Regions from separate parts of the Mus musculus genome. Here region 2 is linked to region 1. Evidence: chromatin contacts called from public Hi-C data. All regions are on one chromosome and are shown on one strand. Each heading gives the region's core, a stretch centred on a gene start, on an enhancer-like site or on the middle of the called end of the contact. The rest is flanking DNA. Distances are from core to core; before and after follow the strand shown.

What was found. A called contact is a pair of places that touch in the nucleus more often than the background predicts.
Region 2: a contact with region 1 is called in a Hi-C map of the N1E-115 cell line, with 7 times the contacts expected there. The contact joins two enhancer-like sites. A contact is called at or near these places in 1 of 39 promoter capture datasets (hippocampal neurons), 13 of 484 Hi-C or Micro-C datasets (the N1E-115 cell line, the Patski cell line, adipose-derived mesenchymal stem cells and 5 more), 1 of 115 datasets of contacts at active chromatin or transcription factors (embryonic fibroblasts) and 1 of 9 other capture datasets (embryonic stem cells).

Annotation. Positions count from the first base shown.
Region 1 is chr3:82,406,196-82,409,228 of GRCm38.p6, reverse strand. No RefSeq gene overlaps it. Among named protein-coding and RNA genes, the nearest start is that of Map9, 50 kb to the right of the region's middle. Within about 2 kb of position 1,613, at least 26 of the 459 cell types and tissues checked have an H3K27ac peak or open chromatin away from gene starts, as enhancers often do. A contact at or near this core is called in the N1E-115 cell line, where this site is marked.
Region 2 is chr3:82,711,749-82,714,781 of GRCm38.p6, reverse strand. No RefSeq gene overlaps it. Among named protein-coding and RNA genes, the nearest start is that of Gm29999, 48 kb to the right of the region's middle. Within about 2 kb of position 1,636, at least 1 of the 459 cell types and tissues checked has an H3K27ac peak or open chromatin away from gene starts, as enhancers often do. A contact at or near this core is called in the N1E-115 cell line, where this site is marked.

The sequences.
Region 1 (3,033 bases), core at 364-2,863:
GTATATTCCTTGGATTTGAGTGAAATGTTCTGTAAATATCTTTATGTCCATTTAATTTATAACATCTGTTAGCTCCAACATTTTTCTATTTAGTTTTTGTCTGGATTACATGTCTATCATTGAGAGTGATGTATTGACATCTCCTAGTATCAGAGTATGAAGGTCAATATGTGATTTAAGTTATAGTAGTATTTATTCTATGAATTTGAGTACCATTTTATCTGAGGTATAGATGATAAGAATTGATGTTGTTTTCTTTGTGGATTTTTTTTCCTTTGATAAGTATGTAGTATTCTTCCCTATATCTTCTGACTACTTTTTGTTTGAAGTCTATTTGGTCAGATATTTAAATAGCTACACCAGATATTTGCTTGGAATATCTCATTTCATGTTTGATGTGATGTCTATCCTTGGTGCTAAATAAGGTGTGTTTCTTGGTTGCAGCAGAAGGATGGATCCTAGTTTTTCATCCATTCTGTTAGTCTGTGTCATTTTATGAGGAATTAAAACCAACAATATTGAGAGATACAAATTAGTAGTCTTTGGTGATTCCTGTTTTCTTGTAGTAGTAGCAGTAGTAGTAGTAGTAGCAGCAGCAGCAGCAGCAGCAGTTGTTGTTGTAGTGTGTGTGTGCGTGTGTTTCCACTCTTGATTTGCTGGAATAAGTGATTCCTTGAGTTTTCTTGGGTGGGGCCAGCCTCTTCAGGTTGGAGTTTTCTTCGTATCTTCATCTTTAAAGCTGGATTTATATGTTGCTATTGCTTAAGTTTGGTTTTACTGATGAATTTCTTTCTTCCTCCATCAATTATGATTAACAGTTTTGTTGGGCATAGTAATCTGATCTGGCATTATGGTCTACTAGAGTTTGTAGAACATATATCTAGATCCTTTTGGCTTTTAGAATTCTTTTAGAGAAGTTAGGTGTTAATTTAATAGGTCTACCTTCATATGATATTTGTTCTTTATAACCTATTATCTTTTAATATTCTTTCCTTTTTCCTGTACATTTAGGGCCTTGATTATTAGGTACCGAGGAGATGTTCTTTTCTGGTCCAGTTCATTTGGTATTCTATATGCTTCCTGTATCTTGATAGGTATTTCCTTTTTAGATTAGGGATATTTTATTCTATAATTTTGTTGAAGATTTTTTTTTTGTGTGCCTTCGATCTGTGTTTTTTCTCCTTTGTATATACCTATTATTCTTAGATTTACCCCCCACCCCACCAGAGTCCTATGTATTCAAAATGGTTTTTGACAGGATTTTTAGATTTAACAACTTCCCTGACTGAGTTCTCCATTTCTCCTACTGTACCTTCAATGTCTGAGATTCTCACTTGCATCTCTTGTTTTCTGTTGTTAAGGATAGCCAACTCTTATTCGAGTTCCTAAAATTTGCATGTCCATATTTCCAAAAGTTTGGGTTTTCTTTATTGACTCTACTTCTACTTTCAGGTTTTGAACTGTTCTGTTCATTTCCTTCGACTGTGTTTGCTTAGAAGGACTTATTCATTTCCTCTTTAAGGACCTCAGCCACATTCATAAAGGGCTGTTTTAACATATTTGTCTTGTTATTCAGTTAGGTTGCAGCTCTCAGGGCCTGCTGCGGGAAGATTGTGTCCTCTAGTGGAGACTTAATATCCTGACTGTTAATAGTTGAGTTCTTATGCTGGTGTCTCAGTGTCTGGCCTTGGGAAGATGGTAATTCTAGGTGCTAATATATAGTCTTGACTTTCTTGGGTAGGTGGGGTTTTTATTCTTGATTTTTATTGCCCTCTCTGGTTCTTAAAAGGCTGTGGTGGCTATGTGTTACCTGGCAGGTAATTCCTCTGGGATCCTGACAAGTGTGTCTGCTGGGGCTTCTGGTTAAAACATGTTTCTAAAATACCTTTAAGCATCTCACTTTGCCTTTTCTCATCTAATCCTTCTTGTAAGTAATGTTGACGTCCTTTTTAATTGGGTCTGGATTCATATGTTCTGAGCATGTCAGATCCAGCTAAGTCTCCTTTTTCTTCTCTCTATTTGAAAGTGTATTTTAATGCACTGCCTCACCCCCTTTTCTTTTCTTACAGAAAAAAAATCAAAGGAAATAAAAATGTAATGAGATAGAAAAATAAAACCATGTTTCTAAATATTCAAGTTAACATTGAGAAATAAGAATGGGCAGGGAGGTGCCGTTCTGGGTTGGGGGAGGTCCACAGGTGAGATAAAAAGCAGGATTTCCATCATGATCTGCTCAGTTTCCTAGAAATGGGAACAGAGAGTGAGGAGAGGCCATAGCAGGGGGCTACCCCAAAGCTGGGGGTGATGGTTAGGGGCTAGATTTGAAGGAGAGGGGAAGCTCTGCAGTACAAAAACAAATTTGTTTAGAAATATAAAATTGTATTCTGATGACAAGGGGAGACATCTGGGCCCAAGCAATAATTCAGGAGAAAAATCTCCCACAGTCACATTGACATACGCAGACAGAGCACTCTCTGTGCCATCTGATTTCTTGCCACTGCAGAGTCTACATAATCTGCTGAGATGCTTTCATTTCCCTAGGAGCAGTATACTTGGAGGTTAGAACCTTTAGCACTAAAGCAGCTTGCTATAACAAGGTGCATCTGTCAACAGTGAGATCCTTACCCAAGACTGTGTGGCTCTCTATAGTAATAGGCAATTTTCCTTTCAGAGAGAAAATGTAAACTGTCAGATGGCAGAAGTGCTGTGGAGATGGCAGAGAAGTGCAGAGATGCTGGGCTCGGCAAGCAGTTCACAGATGCCAGTCTCCGTGGGTGGTGAGATAACGTGCCAGAAAAACTCATACACATATGTACTACTTTACAGCAGAAAAGGCAGCTCAGGGAATCAGGCTAAAATTCTGCCAGCTTTGCTATATTGGATAGTTTTTTCTAAATATGTTTCCAAAAATAAATTAGTCAGGATTGACTTAGATCATTCAAAATGGAAATAATAAGTATAAACAACCACTACCAGTTCTAAAATGGAGGGAAAAAAAGGTAGAAATAAGAAAAGTTTTCTCCATTGGATTGT
Region 2 (3,033 bases), core at 387-2,886, 310 kb before region 1:
ATGACTTCGTTTCTAGTCAGCTTTTAATTTTATTAGGCAATCATTGTGTTTAGGGTTTTCATTCAGGTCACTTTATCCCATGCTTCCAAATACACTGGCCTTTTGTAACCACTCATGTTATTTGGCTTTGTCTTAAGCTGCTGTCCCTGTCATGATTCCCTGGGGGCAGAAGAAATTTTCTGAGTTTGCGTGCTCAGTACTCAGATAGGGGAGGGAAGTTCCAGGCCCAAGAGGTCTTTCCAAGTCAGGACTTTTTTTTTTTTTTTTTTTTTTTTTTACCAAATACCCCTTCTCCATGACCGACAATATAATGTCCCTAATTGGTTGGGGTAATCTCAGTCTTACTAAGAACAAGAAGGGACCTTAGAACAGGTTGTTTCTTATGGTTGCCTTTCTTTTCTGCTTCATTTACTTACCTGAGTCTGTCTTTGAGGGAGGAAGGGAAGGAGAGAAGGAAGGAGGGAGGTATAGAGAGAGGGAGGGAGAGAGAAGGAAAGAAAGAGAAAAAGAGGGAGGAAGGCAGGGGAATGTGCTTTACTGATTATTATGGACCAGGCTCCTCACTAATCCCCTTATTCATGTGTGACTGCTCAGTACTGCTTGCCTGATGCTGTTGTGACACCAATGGGCTTTATGAGAGGGAAGAGTCTGTTTGAGACACTTTCTTTTTTTCTCTTTTCTTTTGTTTCTTTCTTTTTTAATTAGATACTTTCTTTATTTACATTTCAATTGCTATCCCTTTTCCTGGTTTCCCCTATGAAAACCCCCTATTCCCTCTCCCCTCCCCCTGCTCACCAACCCACCCACTCCCACTTCTTGCCCTGGCATTCCCCTATAGTGGAACATAGATCCTTCATAGGACCAAGGGCCTCTCCTCCCATTGATGATCGACTAGGCCATCTTGAGACACTTTCTGCTAACATTGAGTATCAGTGAATAGTAAATATGAGTTATATTCATTTGAATGATAGTGGCATAAAGCAGGCTTATTGTATTATTCTTCTAAATTTGGAATTTCAGTTCACTTCACCTTTCTCTTAGCACTTAAAGAGTTTTGATATAATTACAAAATCCAAAGTGAAGAACACATGTCCAGATGCCACTTGCAACTCATACTTGTGCACATAATATTCTATGATATAGTTAATAAAACATGTCATGTATTGCTATTTCTTAGTATTGTACTTATTCGATTTACTATATAAGATTTAAAATGTTTATTGCTAATATCTATAAATTTAAAACTAATTTGGAAAAATAATGTAATTGTGAGATTTTTGGCTTATAGTCAAAGATAATGGTTTTTACAAGATCCAGAAAACAGAGTTGCAGAAACCACTTTCCAGAATTTGATGCAATTAAAGGTTTCTGGCATAAAGAGCTTAACATTTGGGCTTCTAGGCAAACAGCCCAGGGCTGAACAAAATTGACCTCCATGAGTCATTGCTGTACTCTACCACTTAAAAAAATTAGCAGCTACAAAGTGGTTGGATTAGTTTGAGGAGTCCTGGAAAGTTCAAAATGAAGATTATTTTTATCCCTGGATATTTGCTACGGTGCCGTCTCCCACATAGTTCCCACTTGCTCTGCCTGAGTGTGCCCTGTGCAGAGTGCTTCTTCTGTTCCACAATAGTGTGGCACTAACTTCCTCCAGATCCTTCACTTACAGAGTAGGTTCCTCTTGAACTTATCTCCTTGAATTCTTTACTAGACAAGTAGCAAGCTCATTAGATGCACAAGATTTCCAAAAGACCTTTCTTTCTATCTCTCAGGAATTAAAAGAATTCCCCTTCTGTTATGTTGGAGTATGTTGGGGATGGGTGCTATTCTATTGACTAAATTACTGTTGCATATACAGGAGCCTGGGATGCGAAGAGATTCAATGCAGGTAAGAAATAGATTCGTAAGGAGGGAAGCTGTTTGAAATACTAACAATACATGAAAACTTTTAATCGCACTTTTGGAGAATTGACCTCATAATCCATGTGCTTTAGACATCAGTTAAAAATTCTCTGAGGTTTTAACTGTGAGCCAGGAGTCAAGGTTGCTTCATTTTTAACAAGAGAAACTCAAATTGCAAGATTAGGCTGCTATTGATGCCAGAGACATAAAGCTCTCCAATTTTTGAATTAAATGGAAACATGTAATAAATTAGGGAGAAAATGCAATTCATCCCAAAGTAATCTAATTGACTCTTTTGCAATACTTGAGAACATAGTGCATCTAAAGTTCAAATCAATTTCCCGAGGCAATCAATATGACAAAAGGGATTGAAAAACAAAAGTAGAACACAAATGTCTTGAACTGCAGGGCTATAAAAAACAGGTAAGTGCACAGACTTAAGCCTAGATTGGATTTTGGTCTTTTCTGTCAAGTGGTTGAGCACATATCAAGAATCTAAAGAACTTTAGAGTTCTCCCTCATCTCGGGTACTATATTTTGTAACCAGCAAATCCTACCTACTCTACTCATTTAACCTATCTTAAATATGTTGACTCTTTCCATTCTTTTCTCTGTCCATCTATTTATTCTCCATATAGCAGTAGCTTTCCATAATCATGCTTTATTGTAATCCATGCATTTGTCTAAATCCCACATTAGTTTAAATGTTTTATTGACTCTCTCTCAGCCTTTGAATAAATTTCACATGCCCTTCACAATGTGCCATGCCCACTGGGTACTTGGTTTTACAATATTATATTCAACTACTCTTCATATTTTGTCAGGTAGTTTTTCCCAGTACGAGCATCCTTTCCCTTTTCCCTATTTCCTGGACCAGTTGGCACACCCCTTTCACAGAGGGCACACATATCATCTTCAGAATACCTTAAGGTACCTCTACACTACCCCAACTCAGGGGATAATCTTCTTTGTTGTCTAGTCATAATTCATGTGTGGCATAGGCTTCTGATGCTACAGGGCAAAGTAATTGAAGAGGGGGACCACACGTTGTTGACTGTCTGTATTGTATTGTCTAGGTAGCATATGGCACATGTTCATAAGTCTTTACTCAATGAATGGATTTATATCTAG